Regions from separate parts of the Hordeum vulgare genome. Here region 2 is linked to region 1. A link is a contact called in public Hi-C data. All regions are on one chromosome and are shown on one strand. The core of a region is the stretch at or near the end of the contact, and the rest is flanking DNA. Distances in the headings are between cores, read along the strand shown. Region 1 holds the start of LOC123439234 (peptide methionine sulfoxide reductase A4, chloroplastic-like). Region 2 holds the start of LOC123439256 (protein ARABIDILLO 1-like).

Region 1 (3,124 bases), core at 124-2,623:
GGTGTCTTCATACCAAATGGATTCTGCAGCTGAGCCTTACGGCCAAGATTACCACCACTCTCATAACACTGATTAGCTTAACGCAAAACTGCGCAAATGACAATACCACTGTCACTGTGGTACTAACCACTGAAGAGTGTTAGGAACAATGCCGGTGGCTGGTTTTATGCCTATTCAGCTCAAAATGTAAAGGGTGGGCAACAAGTTTGCAGACCTCTACTATACACACAATCGCAGGCTGTACACATCGGTTTGTAACACAAGTGCACTAACAACTCTGTATTAAGGTTGCCTAAATCCGTTATTATAAAAAAAGTCCGATAATGAGTGTACAGTGCATGTGTTTAGCTTACATCTGGCTGTGTAGAACTGATGACAGGAAGAACACAAGCGTCGCTTTGGCCGAGTGGTTAAGGCGTGTGCCTGCTAAGTACATGGGGTTTCCCCGCGAGAGTTCGAATCTCTCAGGCGACGATTATTAATTTTTTTTGTCCGTTTTCTGTTTGTCAATTTCGAAATAAATTGTTTCTGTCTAGAGAATTAACTAAGCAATTTCCAAAAAAAAATCTCAAACATATTTTCTGAGTAGCAACAAATTTCTAATGTGCAGAAATTCCCCCCAACTCCTGAACCACAGAAAAGGAATCAACAGCGAAATTGAGGGGATGAGCAATCAGGGCTGTGCGGCGGAGTCGCAACGGACCTGACGATTGGGCGTGGTAGGGTCGTGGCGCGCCCAGAAGGTGTCGAGGAGGTCGTCGAACTTGCAGGCGGCGGGGTCGTACTGGACGCGGACGACCTCGTTGTGGCCGGTGGCGCCGGTGCAGACGTCCTCGTAGGTGGGGTCGTGGAAGGCGCCCTGGCTGTATCCGACCTCGGTGCGGGTGACCCCAGGCACGCGCTGGAACACCAGCTCCACGCCCCAGAAGCAGCCGGCCCCGAACTGGGCGAACTCGTTCCCGGGCGCCGGCTTGTCCTCGTCGGGCCCCTGCGCCAGCGCCGCCGACGCCTCCGACGCGCGCGGGCTTCCCCCGCCCCCCAGCCCCAGCTTCCCCAGCCAGCTCATCGCCGCGAACCCGCCGCCGCCGGTGGTGGTGGCGCCCCGCGCCGCGGTTTGGGTGGGGGCGAGGAAGCGGCGGTGGCGGGAGGAGGAGGAGGCGGGGCGGAGGGCGGCGCCGCCGAGGCGGGAGGCGAGGCGGAGCGGGGAGGAGGAGAGGGAGGCGGGTGAGGTGAGGAGGGGAGGCATCGAGGCTTTCCCTTGCCTTTTGTGGCGGCGTGGCCCAGAAGCTTCGTCGCCTCACTCAGTCCCGGTTGCGTTTGCGTTGCGTCGTTTTGGTTGGTTGGTGCTCTTTTCTTTTCTCCATCCACGTCCTCCTTGCTCGCTGCCCTTCCAATCCTCGCATTGCCTTGTTGCCGATGGTGTCCTGCTTGTCGGACCGGGTTCGCGGGTTTCACCCGCTTAGGGCTTGTTCGGTTAATCTCAATAAAAAGGGGATTGAAGAAGATTGAAGGGATTGAAATAAAATTTGACTTATAGGGGATTTAATCCCTCCCAACCCCCTCCAAACCCCTTCAATTCTCAAACAACCGAACAATGCCTTAATCGAAATCGTACTTTTTTTAAGCAACCAAACCGGCCGATCCAAACGAACAATGATTTTGTCTGTTTTTCGTCCGTTTGGTTCGTGCGTCGGCTTCGTGTCTGTTTGGGTTATAATTTGGATCGGCAGCGCGTCCAACACTTTGACTCATATTTGTTCGTCTGGCCGGCTAGCCATCGGTTTTTGAACAAATACAGATATTTTGCATATTTTACAACAACAAATGATATAGCATAGTTTCACAATTAAAAATAAAATATAGCAAAGTTTTTCAAGCCCAATAAAAATGAAATTGCCAGCATGATCTCACATATGCTCAACCAAATCATCTTGCAATTCATCGCCGGAACATGCCCTGGAATCGAGCCCCGAAACAACGTCTGTTGCCTATTAATATGATCATGGCCAACAAGACAAGCAGCATCTCCTGATCGTTGAATGAGGAATCATCGGAGTCGCACAGAACATTATGAAAAAAAAACTCCTCGACGCAGTCCATTTTGTACCTTAAGGCAAACTGTCGAACAACTTGCGGACGTGGACGACGAAGCTGACCCGCGACGGCGTGTTGGGGTCGGGGAAGCTGCGGTGCCCCGGCGACACTGCAGCCGGCGGTGTGGGTAGGCCGCGGTATGGGAGGACGCAGCCGGAACTGGGCGGCGTCGGCAACGACAGCGAAGGAACTGGGGGCGAAACGAGGCGAGGGCTAGATGGGGGTGGAGAACGACCAATGTGCCTGACGGGCCAGGGAATGATAGAAGCGTGCGTCGTCCGCGTCCGTTTTGTATCCACATCGATCCAAATCAGGCTCAAAATTAGACCGAAAATGGATTGGCGGACGGACGAAAAGCGGAAACGCGTCCATTTGAATCAACGCATTGGGCCGTCTTTTATATATGCGCGGACCCAAACAAACGAACGGGAACAAAATGAGTCACCCCGTTGAAGTTGCTCTATCGCCTGTTTCAGAACCCATCAAATTTGCATAAACTGTCTCACTTCCACCGCAATAAAAGAGTGAATTTCATTGAGCACCATGCTGTAAAAGTCATCGTCACATCACTTCCACCGCAATAAAAGAGTGAATTTCATTGAGCACCATGCTGTAAAAGTCATCGTCACATCACATTTAGTAGTGGCTTCTTCATCTTATCCTATTTCTCATTGTAACTTCCCGGCTCTGCCGGTCTTATTACTAATGAATGAAACATAGTGCTGGCTGCTGTTCGTCAAAAGCATCACGTTCGGTCATGAAACAACGACCCGGACAGCGATGAGTCCGATTTCAGTCACTGTCCACTGGGCATAGAATCTGGAGGCTCCATGAATGAAAGAGCAAAATTGTAGACGAACGGCGAGCCTTCGGGAGATTTGACCGGGCACGCGCAAGCAGTTTCGTCCGGGGCTGGTGTTTGCTGTGGATAAGAAGATGAGAGGATCATGCGATGCGGGTATGCGAAGGCGTTGTAGGACACGTAGTCACTAAGGAAACAGAGACTGGAACCTGCAATCTTGTACACCGC
Region 2 (3,026 bases), core at 225-2,724, 420 kb after region 1:
GAGCGCCACCACACTTATGGTCCACAAGAGCCGCACAAAGCAACATAACCCACAACCACACACATCCCAACACTATCTTTACATCCCTTTGCCATGCAAACCTCCAATGTTGCAAATGCACAAGCTTCACACGAGAGCCGCTACAAAACTCGTCACGCCGCCAATGAGTCAGATCTATCCACGCCCACCTAAATTTCGAGGGTGCAATGCGAGTGGGGCTATGCCACTCGCACAAACCAAAGCACATCCATGAAAGTGTGTAGAGCTGGACCGCCATCCACAAGAGAGAGAGAGAATGAGAGAGAGAGAGATGCCTCACCATGGCCATCGACGGTGCGACAAAAGAGGGGGGGGGGTGGGATTCCCATAAAATCGATCATGGAGTGACACGGTCACGTCATGAACAATTATGTCAAGTGTGATATGTGTCATTTTGAAGGCGCTAGCTAGTTGCCCACGTGTTACAACTGAGACATACACATTCGATGGTTCAACAACGATCGTGTCCCAACATATACCTCACATCCCATATTCTATATTTTGATAAGATTTGACATGATTTGAGTGTGGCTAGACAAGGCTAAGGCAATTGATTTAGTTGAGGTTTGGACGAGGGATGGTTGTCGTGGACTAGGCTAATGAATTACATGCAATCACAGTCATCTTACCAACAGGCTTAGGTGGAAACGTTCGATTGAAAAAAAAGGAAGGCCCCCCACCCGAATAATGCTACACCTACGGAAAGATTTTACGGACTGATGTTACGGACATGAACGTGGGCTCGTGCAGTTGGCTAGGGTCAACAAAACCTTCGGAAAACACACATTCTATTTTCACAGCATTGCGCCACATCAGTCCGTGGCCTCCGCCCGTAGGAATTCGTCCGTAGACGTAGCATTATTGCCCCCACCCAGTGAAAATCAAGGAGGAGGGGGCGATTGGTTATGGATGGAAGGTTTACGTAGCTCTTCGTAAACAGTTCGTAGGTGTAGCATTTTTGGGCTATTATTAAGCATGAATTGTTGCATGCTGAGATGATTGGGTTTTAAATAAAACGGAAACTAATTAATTACATGCAGCTGTAGGCGAAGAGAGACTAGGAAAATATAATGGGTATACCTCTAGTCTTCCATATACAAATATATGATGTTTTTGTACAGCAGTTTATTAATTTCAAATTTACAGGGAGTAGTAGCCCTTGGCCGTGCGAGTGCTGTCTGCTCCACCATGGCGTGGTGATGGCGCGGCCTCGTGTGGCCAGGTGGCGGGTATTCCTTTTCTTTTCCTTTTTCGAACCGGTGTGCATATCTACTCGAACGTTTCTTTTTATCCGAACAGGTATGCGTATCCGGAGGCCCAAGAATACGCGTACGCGGCTACGCACGCGCGTATCCACATACGGTATATATACGGCCCAGGCATCCTCCTCCACTCCCCTTTTTCCTTCCCTGTCACCGCACGGCAGGAGACATACTACATACAGAGGCGGGCGGGGGGAGGAGGGAGGAAAGGGGAGGGAACCACCCCGTCCGAGCCGAGCCGAGCCGACTTTGGATCCACCCACCTCCCCGACGACGATCCGGTCGCGAATCGGAGCTGCCGCCAGCTCCCCCCTCCCGCTGCTCCGCCCGCCGAACGGACCTGTTACTCCAACTCGGGATCCCTGAGCTGGTCCGATTGGCCCTGATAGTACGCGCGCCGAAGCTCGATCTCGCGCCGGGAGGCTGGCCGATTGCTGATTCGGGGCCGGATTCGGGGTGCCGGGCGTGCGGGTGAGGCGGGCGGGAGCTAGGGTTCCGGCGGGTGCGAGATGACGACCAGGCGGGTGAGGCGGCGCACGTGCAGGGACAAGGGGAAGGGGAAGGAGGTCGTGGAGGAGGGGCGGGCGGTGGAGGCGGGCTCATCGCCGCCGCGGGACTGGGTGGCGGCGGGGGATGGGGATGGGGGCGGGGAGGCGGTGGCCGGCGAGGCCGTCGACTGGACGCTGCTTCCGGATGACACGGTGCTGCAGCTGTTTGGCCGGCTGAGCTACCGCGACCGCGCCAGCCTGGGGGCGACCTGCCAGACGTGGAGGGGGCTCGGGTCGTCGCCGTGCCTGTGGAGCACGCTCGACCTACGCGCGCACCGTTGCGACGCCGAGGTCGCCTCGTCGCTGGCCTCGCGGTGCGGGGGCCTGCAGCGGCTGCGGCTGAGGGGCCATGAGGCGGCCGCGGCGGTGGCCTCCGCCCTCCGCGCCCGCGACCTCCGGGAGGTGGTGGCCGAAGGCTGCCGGGGACTCACTGACGCCACTCTTGCAGTCCTCGCCGCTCGACACGAGGCGCTGGAGAGCCTCCAGATCGGTCCGGACCCCCTTGAGCGCATCTCCAGCGACGCCCTCCGCCATGTCGCTCTTTGCTGTTCGCGCCTCCGTCGCCTCCACCTCTCAGGTCTCCGTGAAGCTGACTCTGATGCCATTGGAGCGCTGGCGCGCTACTGCCCCCTCCTTGAGGACGTTGCGTTCCTCGACTGCGGCACCGTAGACGAGGCTGCCCTTGGTGACATCCACTCCCTTCGATTCCTCTCTGTAGCTGGATGCTACAGCGTGAAATGGGCTACAGCATCCGCCTCATGGGCCCAACTTCCCTTGCTAGTCGCCGTTGACGTCTCCCGCACCGATGCCTCTCCAAATGCCGTTGCTCGTCTAATCTCCCACTCCAAAACCCTCGAGCTTATATGCGCCCTTAACTGCAAATTCGTCGAAGAGGAACAAGCACACAGTCCCACTGCATTTAGCAACTCCAAGGGCAAGCTTGTGCTTACCATTACATGCCCCATTTTTAAATCACTCGCTTCACTGTTTCCTGGCAAGGCTGTGGAGGAGCACGGTGTGTTCAATGAGTGTAATTGGAGGAACAAAAGGAAAATACTTGGTGTCATGATGAACTGGCTGGAGTGGATCCTATCACACTCGCTTCTACGGATTTCAGAGTGCAATCCATATGGCATGGATGACTTCTGGTTGCAGCAGGGCACATCAATGCTGCTGA

What was found. A called contact is a pair of places that touch in the nucleus more often than the background predicts.
Region 2: a contact with region 1 is called in a Hi-C map of leaf, with 4 times the contacts expected there. The contact joins the promoter of LOC123439256 here to the promoter of LOC123439234 in region 1. A contact is called at or near these places in 3 of 6 Hi-C or Micro-C datasets (leaf and seedling) and 1 of 1 datasets of contacts at active chromatin or transcription factors (embryo).

Annotation. Positions count from the first base shown.
Region 1 is chr1H:383,483,289-383,486,412 of MorexV3_pseudomolecules_assembly, forward strand. It overlaps LOC123439234 (peptide methionine sulfoxide reductase A4, chloroplastic-like), which reads right to left and starts at 1,374. Exons shown (of 2, transcript XM_045115975.1): 1 at 704-1,374. The coding sequence starts at 1,246. TRNAS-GCU (a tRNA gene) reads left to right here and starts at 393; the gene lies at 393-474.
Region 2 is chr1H:383,903,117-383,906,142 of MorexV3_pseudomolecules_assembly, forward strand. LOC123439256 (protein ARABIDILLO 1-like) reads left to right here and starts at 1,475. Exons shown (of 13, transcript XM_045116003.1): 1 at 1,475-3,026. The coding sequence starts at 1,811.